Linked DNA regions of Mus musculus: region 2 is linked to region 1. A link is a contact called in public Hi-C data. All regions are on one chromosome and are shown on one strand. Each heading gives the region's core, a stretch centred on a gene start, on an enhancer-like site or on the middle of the called end of the contact. The rest is flanking DNA. Distances are from core to core; before and after follow the strand shown.

Region 1 (6,727 bases), core at 1,241-3,740:
TATGTCCCTTAAATCACCTCTCTTGGGGCCACAATGACCAAGTCAGCATCTTTTGACATACCTAAAGGGGCTTGGGGGAAGAGGTACATTCTTTGGACTGGCTGCAAGTGATGGCTAACTCTCAAGGAGGGGACAGGAGGGGGCCATTGGCTGCTTCTAACTAATGGCTTCCAAGAAAGGACAATCCAATTTTCCTAAGTAGACATTCAGAAATGACTGCCCTCATGGGAGTAACCAGTCTCACACCTAAAGAAATCAATCCTGGCCGGGGGAGGGTGGGGGTGGGCCGGGGACCCCAAGAAATGACTCCACCACCTCAGGCCTGAGATTAATTGATAACTAAGGAAACAGCAGAGAGAGGGAGTGTGGCAACTCCCTTCAGCCTGTGGGCTGAGCAAGGCTTCACCCACCCAGCTGGTGACAGAAATGTCTGCCTGCATTTCCCACCAACCCCCAAGCACATTTGGAGAATGAGTCACCCCATTTTGAGACGCCCTCACAGGTTGTGGGTGGGGTAGGTTTTAATTGAAGAATTACGGCGAATGATGCTCCTGAGGGAAAGGCTGTCCTGTGGACTTGTGGAGGAGCTAAAGTATGAACGAAGCAAACATCTGCACGTTTCACCTGTATGAGCTCCGTCCGCAGAGTACAGTCTGGGCCAGAACAGACCTGGAGGCAGCTGAGACCCTGGCAGCTTCTTCCAGAGCACAGCACGGCCCAAGTCCAGGAGCACAACCCCAGTATGGGGAGTGGAAAAGGGGAATCAGAGCTCCCTGCTGTTTGTCTCTCGGGACTCAGAGTCATCCCACCACCCAGGAAGTCATCCCATGGTCTACCCAGCCCAAGTAGAGCCCAAGGGCAACTGGGTTGTTGAGAGTCATTTGTTAATTGAGGGACTCCTTGTCTCTTCAGCTCTTCCCTCGCCCCACATCCTCTTGCCTCATCCAGAGTCTGTGCATCCCCTTCTCAGAAGCACAGCACACTTCTTGCAGCTCGGGGGGGGGGGGGGGGAGGCGGGGGGGGGAGGACCTGTGCCCAGTCACCATCAGAAGTCTACTGTCCCATTCTTTTGGTGTCAGCTCCAGATGAGAGAGAGACAGAGTGTATCAGAAGCCCCGTATCGGAGGGGCACCCACCCTTCTATCCCAGCCTGCTCACTGAGAGCCTCTCGGAGACTGGCACCTGATGCATTCATTTCACTAAGGAGAAGCGGCAGCTGGCTCAGCCTTTCCTCTCTGTTTCCAGATTCACATGAAGACCATGCCTGCAGCCATGTTTAGGCTCCTCACGGGCCAGGAGACCCCGCTGTACATCTAGGTACACCCAACCTCACCGTGGAGCCGGGATACCAGGCAGACCCACCTGGGTCCGGACGAGCCAGAAGCCAGGACAAAGCCCTGACCCCCTGACCCCCTTGCAGCCACCCCAACCAGGACCTCTGGCTCCCTCAAAGGAAGGGTGTGTCCTTGTCACCTAGTTTTTTTGTTTGGTTGTTTTTGTTTTGTTTTGTTTTGTTTTAGTTTTGTTTTCAGTTTTGCTACAACAAAAAAAAGAAAGAAAGAAAGAAAGAAAGAAAGAAAGAAAGAAAGAAAGAAAGAAAGAAAGAAAGAAAGAAAAGGGGGAAAAATAGGTATGTCCTTACTGAAGGAGAGTTGCAGGGCAATCCTTTGTGAAACTTACCAGTCTTCTGCCACATTCTCATCACGGCTGATGAAGGGTGCTCACAGGTAGTTCTGTGTGGTGTGCTGTCTCTACTCCCTGAGGCTATGGAATGTGAATGTGGTGCCCACCCCTCCCGTCTCCGTGGCTGTGAAAGGAGTCCCCCCTGTGATGCAGCTGCAGCCTTTTCTGCCCTTGGCTGTGACCCCTGGGGTCCAGGGGTGTCCTAGAGGGCCCATCTGCTGGCCTTGCCTCCTCTGCACAGGCACAGGGGCAACCTGGCTTCCAGGCTGAGACTTGTGCCAAGTGTGGGAACGTGTGATTGATTGTAAGTATTTACGCAGCAAGGGGATGCTCCCGAGTTAAATAAAAAATCATGGTCACGATGTCAAAACTCCATATTTATTTAGCAAATAATACTGTTTGGACTTTGACCTTGGCAAGCCATTCTCTGGATGTTTAGTTTTCCGGACGATCTGTGACCACTGCTGCTTCTCCTGTCCTAGACTATTCTGAGTCCCCTGAGACCCTGTGAATTTCCCTGGGCATCCTTACCTTGACTGACTCCTCCACCACAGGACTTCTTGTTAGGGGGCAACATCCTGCCGGGGACAAAGGCAGAGGCATGGGAAATGTTCCTATTTAAACAACAACAAAACTCTACAGACACCTACACACACACACACACACACACACACACACACACACCTGTCCCCAATAAAGGAAGCCCACATCAGAAAACCCCACCTCTGCCCTTCCAGAAGGGACCAGCAAGAGTGCAAATTACTTGTCAAGCGAACTGCTTGGCCATCACTCACAGAGCAGTGTTAGCGTGTCATGGACCAAGGAGCGCAGGGGCTGGCTCAGCGCATTAGAGGTCAATGTTAACTGACGTCATTTTGTCTGGCAGCCTCTTTTTTTTTTTTTTTTTTTTTTTGGCTCAGGCCTTGAAGAATACACTGTGACTTAAGAAGCCTTACCACACAGTAACTAAAGATTTAGGATTACTGTACTCGAGGAGTAACCTGTGTGTTGCATGCAGCTGACCCTAGGAAGACTTCGTGCATATTGCTAATAAACCTCAAGTCGTGATCAAATGCACTGTGTGTGCCTCATTTGTCAGCTGGGCAGTACACACGCTGTGGGCCTCTCATTTCCACCGTTTGGACAGTGGCTCTGAGAGTCTGCCCTGTGGTAACAGGACCCCTCCCTGGTCTGCAACCTTAGCAGCTCCCACACAGGTGGGCACTGGAGGGGGCAAGGGCTAAAAGCCACCATGTGTCACTGATAGTGTCCGCCCAGCTTCAGGTTCTTCACTCAGCTGCAGCATGGAAGAGATGGCTGTAGGTTGACTTAATAAAGGAGCGGTGGAGACCAGGGATTCTCCGGATTGCTTACCTCAGAAGTATATGTATGTTAAAGGATATTGGCCTACACCTAGCCTTTCTCCAGACCTTTGGAATCCATACCTGTAGAGTGTTGGCAGGGCATCTTTGCAGTTCTGTACCTTGCTACAGGCCTGCTGTGCCTGATATGAGGAGGGAATGGGGTAAGCTTGGGGTTGTCTCTGGAGGATGAGACAGGGGACCTTGGCAAGTGAGAGTCTCCTCTTTGGCCCACCGCAGCAAAGCATATCCATGACCAGGTGTTTTCTTTGCTCACGATTCTGCAGGAACCGCCTGAGGGGCCTGAACCATGTGCCCCCTTCACTTTTCTACCCATCAGGAGCAGGCGAGAAAGAGCCTTTCACTGTGAACTCTAGCCTCAAACAGTGGCCTGAGAAATGCCATCAGAAATGCAACACAAAGGTCTCCAGGTCTGTCACCTCACTCCCCAAAAAACAGAAGAACTGAGAGCCAAGAAAACTGTTTCCCTATGCCAAGATTCAAAAACCAGTATCTAGATGGCTGGCATTCGTACAGAATGGGATGAACAGTCCCTGAGGTGAAGGCAAGACAGCAGAGGAGCTAGCGCCTGCTGCTAGGCCCACGGACTGCCCCTGTGTGTTCTAGACAAGCACGTGCCCTGCTCCAGAGAGAAGAGGCACAGTCAGAGATGATACGAGGGTACGATGTCTACAGACTGGTACTCAGCGTGTGTGCACAATGTGTGCATGTGTTTTCACCTGTGTGCAGGCACATGTGACCATTTGTGCACACATGGATATACGGTCCTTTGTCACGCCCCATCTTATTTTGTCGAGGCAGTCTTTTACAGAACCAGGGGCTTGCTATTCCAGCTGCTCCAGTCAGGAAGTGGTTGGCCTATCCCTGCACACCCCAGCACTGGGGCTACAGTGTGCCCCTCCCTCTCTTAATCCAAACGCAGATCCTTATGCTTGTCCATCAAGCAAGCACGTTACCCAGTCCCTGGTGCACATCACTCAGAGCCTTAAGTGAAACACTTTGGAATACAGGACCATCTTCCAGGTCCCCTTGAGTGCCGGGTCCACAGAGGGGCAGCTGTGGTTTGGACCTGTGAACATCGGGAGCTGCCTTCTCACCTCAGCTCCTGGCACTGGGCTACCACTCCTCGTGGGTAGCTGTGGCAGCTTCTTGCTCCCCCAGATCCAGCCCCTCCAGGACCCTCTTAGTCCCAGTTAGAACTCAGAGACCAGAAATACTTTTTATTAAAACACTGATCATTATTAAAACACCTTGAGGTACATTAAATAAATACAACCTTTCCAGTTGTACGAACAGGTCTCTGGTGGTCTGGAAACAACTTCCTATAAACTCTGCCTCAGCAGCAGCTGTGGGCTGACACAGCCACATGGGGTGGGGGAGAGAAGACCCAAAATGAGCTTTCCACTCCAGGGCTGGCTGCAAGCGTTTCAAATTCTACCAGCGTCTCCCTGGGAAGGAGACTTAAGTCCTTGTCATGAAGCCTCCAGCCTTCCTCACAGTAGAGTTGCTGCCCATCGTGGATTCACATCATCAGCATCTTCTTGCCCCCAAACAGAGTCAAGGGATGTCCTAGAAGATACTGATTTTGGGGGGGGGGGGTTCTGGGGGCCCAGGGCCTGGCAAGCCAGGCATGAGAGCATCTCCTCCCAAATGGTTACTATTGGACCCAGTTCAGATATCAACACAAGCAGGGACAGACCTTCCAAGATGGAAGGTTGTGCAGGCAATGTGAAGAAAGACGGCTTTGCTTCCGCAAGGGACCCACATAACTGCCTGGGGTTCTTAGCACTAGCTCACCACTGAGGCAGGGTTAAGGAACCCAGAACAGACAAGTCAAATTGCAAGACTGTTGTCTAGTGGCTGTTACCAGTACCTCTGGCTTCCTGGAAGCCTGGAGGTTGGGCATTTTTAATGCCCTCTTGGTCCATCTGGGGCCCAGAGAAGGTAAACAAAGACATATCTGTCATCAAACACCCACCCAATAGCATGAAGTGCTGTAGTTTCTTTATCCATCTTATAAGCCTGTTAGGGGAGCCATCTCATAACCTAGCTAGGATAGTTTGTGTGTACCACTTCCTTGAGAATGTCTGGGACTCGGGGCTTCCCGGTGGTAGTGTTAGTCTGCACCCGAAAAGAGGTGTGACTTGAGGCAGGAGTGCCCCATGATAGTTGAAGGCCATCTGTAAAGAGGCAGCATGAAAGCCACAGTGCCCTGTGCTGAATCCAGAAACTGGTCACCCTGGCCACACTATGAAAATACCTCCAAGCTTGGGTCAGTTGGAATGGGGTCGGCCCTGGCTTCTCTTGGATCATGGCTTGTTCTGAGATCCACAAATGTTTAAGCACACTGCTGCATGTCCCTCCAATCAGGCGACATCCTCTTGCTGCCTCCCTTCCCCTCATCTCTGAAGTGGTGAGAAAGCCCAGCAGCCAGGCGTGAAAGTACTTCGTGCTATGAAGCTTGGGGCAAGCCACTCTACTGAAAGGGATTTTCTCATGGGGGATTTTCAAAGTCCTCACTTGAGGGAAAATTAGAGAATTTTATAGTCTGAATAAAGTGCTCAAATATTCATCTCTATTATGTCTCCTGTGGAAAAGCCAAGACTACTGTCAAATGCCCGATTTATATTTTCCAGCTTGCTAACCTCAGAAAGGCAACAGCTTATGGCAATGGTAAAGCCATCAGGGCATGGAGAACTAACTGATGGCTGCTAGGGGTTTTCCGAGGCCATGTGTGGGCTGAAGTCCCACAACTTCCAAACACACAGAGGTCTTCAGCCTAGTGGATACAGGGAATTTGGGGGGGCTGAATCAGGGTAGTAGAGGATGAAGGACAGGCAAGGGCAGGCAAGATGGAGAGAAGAGTATCCTATGCCTACCAGCTGGCCACTGAACAATGGAAGGAACACTCTGGTCCACCCACAGACTTAGGGCTTCTGTGCCTATATTGAGGCTCACAGGCCCATGGCGGTGCAGTGATTGCCCTTGATTATACCTGCTGCTGTGGGGGAAGCAGATGTGGGCGTTTCTGGCTTTTGCAGGAAGTGCTTTCAAGCAGTGCTGCTCCAGACCCATTGCTGAGAAGTGGTTGCTGTTGATCTTGCCAGAAAATGCGGTCTGAAACAGCCAAGAATGTCTTAGGTGGCCATTTTGCCCCAAGCCACCTGGTTATACCTAAGCTGGGTTTGCCTTGCTTCCGGATGTCCACCATTGGCACTCTCCCCGAAATAAGGCATTGACCATTTGCATCCTTCAACACAAGTGTGCCTGCTGCCACCTGAGTTGAGAAGGGACAACTCTGGGTCATGAGAGAGGCTTGCCTAAGCCGGAGGTGCACATATAGCAGACAGTAGCTTCCTAGCCCAGACTGTGACCTACCCAGCACAATTAGGTGAGGTCAGATACAAGGGGAAGTCCTCCAAGGGAAGAGAAGGGAGCTTATTGTTAAAACACAAGTAACAAGTATTTGCTGTGGTTCAAGGATGGGAGACTGTGTGGGAGGGACCTAGGGAGGAGGTGGGTAGCAGCCCACAGACAGAGGCCTAATGGGGAGGCCCAGTACACACGAGAAGGTGGGCATTTCAAGCCCTTGTGACACGTGCTTGCTTCCCAAGAGTATGTAGGAAAGCTTTCATTGTGGATTTATTTGCATGATAGCCCAG
Region 2 (6,727 bases), core at 3,109-5,608, 120 kb after region 1:
TTGCAAGATACACCCAAGGGTGCAAGAGTGGCAGTTGCCATCTTGGGGGTAACTAAGAGTTGTCTAGTTGAATGTAAGACCCACTCCACAGGAGGGAATTCATGCTTGGTACTAAGACTCACCTGTGGCTGGGGAGGTCATGAACCCTAGAGAAGAACCTACTCCTGCCACTTCCTTAAGCCACTGTAATTCCTAACTCCTCTTTCAACACTTATCCTTAAAGCCACAGACAAGCGCAGCCCTCCCCCGCATCAAAGCAGCTCCTTCCTGCAGTGGATGGAGACTATCACCAAAGTCTTCACCGGCTCAGAGAGCAGAGAACAGCTAACCACTGGGTGCTCAACACAACCACCACACCCAAGGCTCGGAAGTGGCATAGAAGACGGGGCAGGAAGGTTATAAGAACCAGAGAACCGGGATGTCTGCTGTGAGATTGTGTCCTTTACAGATGACAGAGAAGCTGAACCTACATAATCTTAACAGTATGACTACCTAAACAAGATCTAAAAAGTGACAATACCAGTTGATACACCAGTGCGGATGGGGGAATCTCTTAAGGCCTTGCCCCTAGATGAAGAACCACTGGCTATTAAACGATGGCTGAGAGGGAGAATTAGTCTTCTTCAGGGATGAGTCCCTACTTGATTGTCTATCCCAACTGGTCAGTCTAATGTTCTCAGCAGTTAGGATTTTGAAGGGGGGAGGGGCATAGGAAGAGTTGAAGTGGGGAGGGTGGGATCAAGGTGAATAGAGTACTTAGTAGGAAATTCTCAAAAATAAATACCTTCATAATTAAGATTAGAATTTTAAAGAGGTATTACAAAATACAGGGCTACAATACTGATAATTAAGACACATTAAAGTAAAATATGACAAAACCAAAAACCGCAGATGGTATTTGCAATTGGACTGATGCACAGAAGATACAAAGAGTTCTCACAAACCAACAAACAAAAACATCTGCTGTTTAAAATCTAATGGTCAAAATGGAGAGTAAAAGGCAGGCTGATGCTTAATGTCACCTCAGGAGAGCAGATGGCACAGTGAAGTATTAACGATGCACCCACATCCACCACAGGGCTGTAAAAGCTGAGTGTTCACATGGGTTGCAGAGCGTGGGGCGACTGGCAAAAACAGTAAGAACTGTCTAGGTGCTGGTGAGGGAGCAAATGGATGGGTTCAGGAGCCATTTGGCAAGTGTCACTGATAACTGTTGGCTTCTGGCTTGAACTCCTGAGGCACACACCTCCCTGATGGGAAGACATTAGGAAGTTGTACTCTCCCTTCATGAAAGGAAGTCAAAGCGAATTAATCAGATTATGCATACATTAACTTCAATGTATACATGTAACTTCAAAGATACAGTAACGTCAAAAATAGCTGGTTAAAAAAAACGCTGTGCTGTGATAAAGGACACAAGGCAACTTATGTAAGCCATGAACGCCCACAAAAGAAAAACATATTCTCCGTGAACGTGCACATACATGTAAAGTTATATAATGGCATGATATGCAGTTCTGGAACCTGTCAAGAAAGATAAGAGTTTATCTAGCCTCTAATGTAGCACAGCATCTCCAACAAAATAGCTTGACAGTAAACTGTGAAGCCCTCGGAAAACCGGGATACCATTACTGTACCTGACAGTTCTGAGACAATGGGCACAGAGGACAACTTAAGCAGCACAGCACAACCGAAAGCTGACTCAGGTCAGGAGCCCATGGGCAGAAGGTAACTCATACACTAACCTAAAAAGTAACCAAGAAGGGGGACTCAAGGATAAACTAGTCCTTGCCTAAAAATTTCCAGATCTCCTCGTGCTGTTTAGTCAACTTGACATAAACTGGGGTCATCTGGAAAGAAAGACCCTCAATTGAGAACATGCTTCCACCAGGTGGAACACTTTCTTGATCGATTTTTGATGTGGGAGGGCCCAGTTCACTGTAGATAATGCTATCCCTGGGGCAAGTGGTCCTGAGCTGTTTAAGCAGGCTGGGCAAGCCAGTTAGCAGTGTTCCTTCATAGCCTCTACTTTATTTCCAGCCTCCAGGATTCCTCAGTGATGGACTACAACTGAAATAAAACCCTTACCTTCCAAGCTGCCTGTGGTCATGGTATGTCACAGCTGGAGAAAGCATCCTAGGACACTACTGCAACACAAGCCAACAGTCAGTAGCCCCTCTCGTCCCTTCAGACCTCGTAGCTACCACAGACTCCTCTAGTTGGCCTCTAGTTCAGGGCTGATTAAAGTCACCTGTCCTCACTGCCACCCTGTTTGTTCTTCTGATGACGAACTTGCAACTCTTCTCAGAACAACAGTACTTACTGCCTGTGCCCAGTGTTTGGCCAGATACTATGAAGAACTCCAAGGAATCTGTGAACTTGTTTCCTGACTCACCTATAGCAACATAAAGTGCCCCTCATCTTGTGGTAGCCTTGTTCACACTGGTCTGTCCGCACCAGACATCACCCTGAGTTCTTCTAAAGAACTATTCTTCCACACCAGGGCTTTGCTCAGCTTTATCTCGTTTCCTATTTATTCACCTTAAGGGCACACTTGATTCTACAGATACACAAGCTAAATTCTTCTGGTGGAACAGGATCTGCACTTGGGCAGTGTGGTTCCCAATCAGGCCTGGTTAATCGATACGACACGACACTGTTTTATAAACCGGAGACCTAACGATTTTTACAACTTGCTCTAATACACATTCACACACTTCTGCAACACCATTGACTTAGCTTATCATGGAAAAAAAAAAAAAGTCTGGAATCATGACATTTCCTTTTTAGCCGCAATTTCTAACAGGGAAACAATAATAATAATAATGGTGAACTGACTCAAAAGTATAGTATTTGTTATACTAGAAAAGAATCTTAAGTAGAACCCATAGGACAACAGAATTATGATTATGAATATAAAAATGCTAGAAAACACATCACATAGATTTCGTGGGACCACAAGTGCTCACACCCAACAGAATATGTATATTTAAAGCTGTGTTGACAAGAAGCTAAAACAATTTTATTTTCAATTTTAAAAAGACTTTTATTTTTCCCCAGGAACTAGTCATTAAGATAATAGCTACCCTGTTTCTTTATCGTCTAGAACATCAAAGCAATTTACCAAAGTGTTCCTTCTTGAATATGTTTGGCATCATACAATTTCATTTAGGTTTAGAAAGTTAGAAAACTCTTTATAAACAAAAAGACAATTAAATGAAAATTTAAAGCTCCAAACCATAATAATAATAATAAAAAAATCAAACAAAAAACCCTGCAACACATCCTAACGCTCCAAGGCCTTTATGCGTAGCAGAATCAAGCTTCCTCCGACCCCCATTCCCCCTGTTCTTTTATACTGGATCTCCAGAGTCCCTCAGACCATAACTCAAAGAGTTCAAGAGGATGTGGCTGGGGCACTAGCAGTTGCAGGTCTAGCCCTACTCTCCTCATCTGCCAAAGCCTCGCAGTATTGTGTGGGCCAGTCTTTGGGGTCCTGGTTATGGACTTTGGCCACAAACTTAAGAACTTTCATCTTGCTGGTTTCCAGGTTGGTTCGCGGGCCCCACTGTAATTCATAGTCCACAGGATCGGTGTGGGGTATCCTCCGGTACTCCAAGTAGCGCTGCCGCACAAAGTCTTCGGTAATGAGTTTCTTTGGGTCGCCAAAAATTAAGTGTTTCTTAGTGGGGTACACTCCGAGCCGTCGCAGGAAGTCCCAGACCTCAGTCTCGGTGATGGTGTTGCCTTTCATGAAGATAAGCCCCAGGACTATCATAAGCAGGCCCGAGATGGGGGTACCCTGATCGCCCCTCATCTCCGCATCCGCCTCCACCGGCTCCAGCATGTTGATGAGGATGTAGCTGTGGCTCTTGGGCTCCAGCTCCACCAGCTTGTACCCGAACACGTATTGCAGGCGCTCGGCGGCCAGCTTCAGAAGGTTGGGGTACACGTCCCGGTAGTCGCCCACCACGTGCTTCAGGATGTCCGTCCGCTTGATCGGGATCTTCTTCTGGTCCTTGATCAGCAGGAACTGCACCAGCTCGGCCACCTTCAGCTCCAGCTGCTTCTGAGTGCGCGGCCCCACGGTCGGGGCCGACAGGGAAGCGCGGGAGCCCTGGGAGGAGCCGCCCGCGGCGCGGGACGTGCTGGGTCCTTCCTCGCCAGCGCCTCCCCAGTCCCGCTCCGGGTCAGCCTGCGTGCTGGGCCGACCGCGGCCCCTCGGCTTCTGCAACATGTCCCCGGTCGGCGGAGAGCAGGCCGCGATCGGGAGCAGCAACCGCCAGAAGACTCCGCCGAGCGAGCGCGCCCCAGAGGCTGGGAGAGAAGCTGCGGCGCGCGCGTGACGTCACGTCGCCGGCGCGCTGCGTCCGGGAGGCGGAGCGATACGACTGGGAGCCAGCCTGCGGGGGCGGGGACTCTTCATAGCTACTGCGCATGCGGAGGGCCTCGGCGCTGGCAGCAGCTCCTCCTGGGCTTTATCCCCAGTTTTAATGAGAATTGAATGGTGTTTATGAGCTCATATAAATAGAAAACAAGAACCAAAACTTCTCGGCAAGTGTGCGGTTGAGTTCTAGGGCACACCTGTTTAGACACGTCTAATAGTTTTTGGTTAGTTTTTAAGCTACAAAGTTTGTCTATGGAACACAAAGGATAAATGTGTGCGGGTGGGAAAATAAAGGGAGAGGAGGAAAAGATCTGGAAAGTCAAGAAAAAAAAAAAAAGAGTTACCGGGCAGTGGTGGCGCACGCCTTTACTCCCAGCACTTGGGAGGCAGCGGCAGGCAGGTCTCTGGGTTCGAGGCCAGCCTGGTCTACAGAGTGAGTTCCGGTGCAGCTAGGGCTACACAGAAAAAACCTGTTTCGAACCCCCCCCCCCCCCCAAATAAAAAAAAGTGTTGACTTGTGCACCAAATGCGGGACATGACAGACTAGGGGACCCTGTCCCGGTATCTGTCCTTGGCAGAGTTCATTCCCACCTGGCCAGTTAATTTCTGTACAATCCCTTGAGTCTGTAAGGGAAGTTATTCTTAAAAGCAAGACTTCTGCAATTTTCAGGTTCACATTCTCTTCATTGAATTTCAGTTAGATGACCATGAGAAACCACGTAAGCACTGCCAATAACGTGACTTAGTTTGGTAATGTGGACTGACCTTTTGGAAGACATGTTTGGGAAAACTGCCGCGGACCCACATCCACAATTTTAGCAGAAACATGTTAGAGGAATGCTAACCCCAGAGGCACTTGCTCTCTCCAGAGATTACCATTTAATTTAGGTTACCAATGATTGGGAGTAGCAATAATGTGAATTTCTTAATTCTCTCTCTTAATATATAAGCTTTAAAATCTCAATAAGAAAGAGAAGAGCTATCATCCTTTATAATTTGTGGTGTGTGTGGCTTGTAGATGGTTTAAATTGTGCAACTCTAATAGACAAAATGAGTCATTTCATTAACTCAAACCATCAGCAGTCTGTTGCTATTACTGCTGTGGATCTCAGCAAATGGGTTTCTTCTCCATTTACTGACAACGGAACTGAGTTTTCCTCTCTCTTTTTTAAAGCTACCAAGAAAATAGGTAAACTATTCAGAGAACGAACTCAAATTGATTTCCTCCTTAATGCAAATATATTCAGAGGAAAGCAATTCAGATCACATTATTTGAATAATAACACCAAAACATGGCCTTATTAAAATTTCATTAAATGTAAGCAGCATAAAATTTTTGTTTATAATTCAATATGAAAATGCACTCTGATAATGGGACCTGCAATGCTAATATAAAATCCCACCCCATGTTGTGATTCAAGTGTTCTGAAATCTAGTGAGCTTTGAGCAGTAACTTTCTATTCCATACAGGGTCTACGAAGACATCATCAAAGGTTGGTCGCAATGGCAGAGGCTGCAACAGTTTGAATGTGTCCTTTAAAGCTTGCATGTTGGAAATGTAATCCCCCCACTGAAGAGGGCTTTGTCCTCATGAGTGAATGAATGCCATGTTCTCTGTAATGAGTTAAGATTAAATCAATTTTGCCATTGTACTCTCTAAACCTCTCACGACACAGTGATGCTCCACAGATGTGGTACCTGGCCCCTAGTCCTCCCACCCTTCAGAGTCACGAGTGGAGGACAATTCTCCTATTTCCAGTTTACTCACTCTGTGCATTATTTTACAGCAACACAAAATGGACCGAGACCAACTAAATAAAACACAGCATCATGACACTCTTCCATTCATCTGCTTCAGTTTCCCTGCATACTGAATTCTGTATTTAAGTTCATCAAAGCCTCCTGCGATCTAAAAAATCTGCAAAAAGGTCCCTCCAGAAGGATCAGTTGTGCCTTGAGCCAAACAATTTCAGCAGCCAAGAGATAAGAGAGAAAAGGAAAATAAGATGAGAGCTGCTGTCAGCCATCAGGCTGCGTTTCAGTATTTTCTGTGTTAATTTCTTCACAGAGAACCATGCGACTCCAGAAGCTAGGCTAGCACCCAAGACTAGAAACCACAGCATCTTTTAGCAGCACCCCCCACACAGACAGCAGATGATCATGACTCAAAACACAGGAAGAAGGATACAGTTTTAAATCTCAAAACACCTTTCTCCATGCCATCCAGGATGCAGACGAGAAAACACAGGCACAGAATGATGTTATTAAAATGGAGGTTAGAAGTTGCAATGAGAAGGTCACCCAGACCCTGCATCCTACTTCCAACCGACAATGGAAACT

What was found. Hi-C and Micro-C count contacts between places; a contact is called where the count stands out from the background.
Region 2: a Hi-C map of stem cell-derived motor neurons shows a contact between it and region 1, with 4 times the contacts expected there. The contact joins the promoter of Nsmce3 here to the enhancer-like site in region 1. A contact is called at or near these places in 2 of 39 promoter capture datasets (hippocampal neurons and liver), 5 of 484 Hi-C or Micro-C datasets (embryonic stem cells, liver and stem cell-derived motor neurons), 2 of 115 datasets of contacts at active chromatin or transcription factors (both in embryonic stem cells) and 2 of 9 other capture datasets (adipose tissue and pancreatic islet).

The regions. Positions count from the first base shown.
Region 1 is chr7:64,751,826-64,758,552 of GRCm38.p6, forward strand. Apba2 (amyloid beta (A4) precursor protein-binding, family A, member 2) reads left to right here. Exons shown (of 15, transcript NM_001291166.1): 15 at 1,246-2,053. The coding sequence ends at 1,317. Fam189a1 (family with sequence similarity 189, member A1) reads right to left here. Exons shown (of 10, transcript NM_183087.4): 10 at 4,271-6,727. Among named protein-coding and RNA genes, the nearest start is that of Nsmce3, 120 kb to the right of the region's middle. Within about 2 kb of position 2,491, at least 11 of the 459 cell types and tissues checked have an H3K27ac peak or open chromatin away from gene starts, as enhancers often do. A contact at or near this core is called in liver, pancreatic islet and stem cell-derived motor neurons, where this site is marked.
Region 2 is chr7:64,868,682-64,875,408 of GRCm38.p6, forward strand. Nsmce3 (NSE3 homolog, SMC5-SMC6 complex component) reads right to left here and starts at 4,359. Exons shown (of 1, transcript NM_023239.5): 1 at 3,001-4,359. The coding sequence starts at 4,237. The coding sequence ends at 3,398. All of the region lies in intron 2 of Fam189a1 (family with sequence similarity 189, member A1), which reads right to left.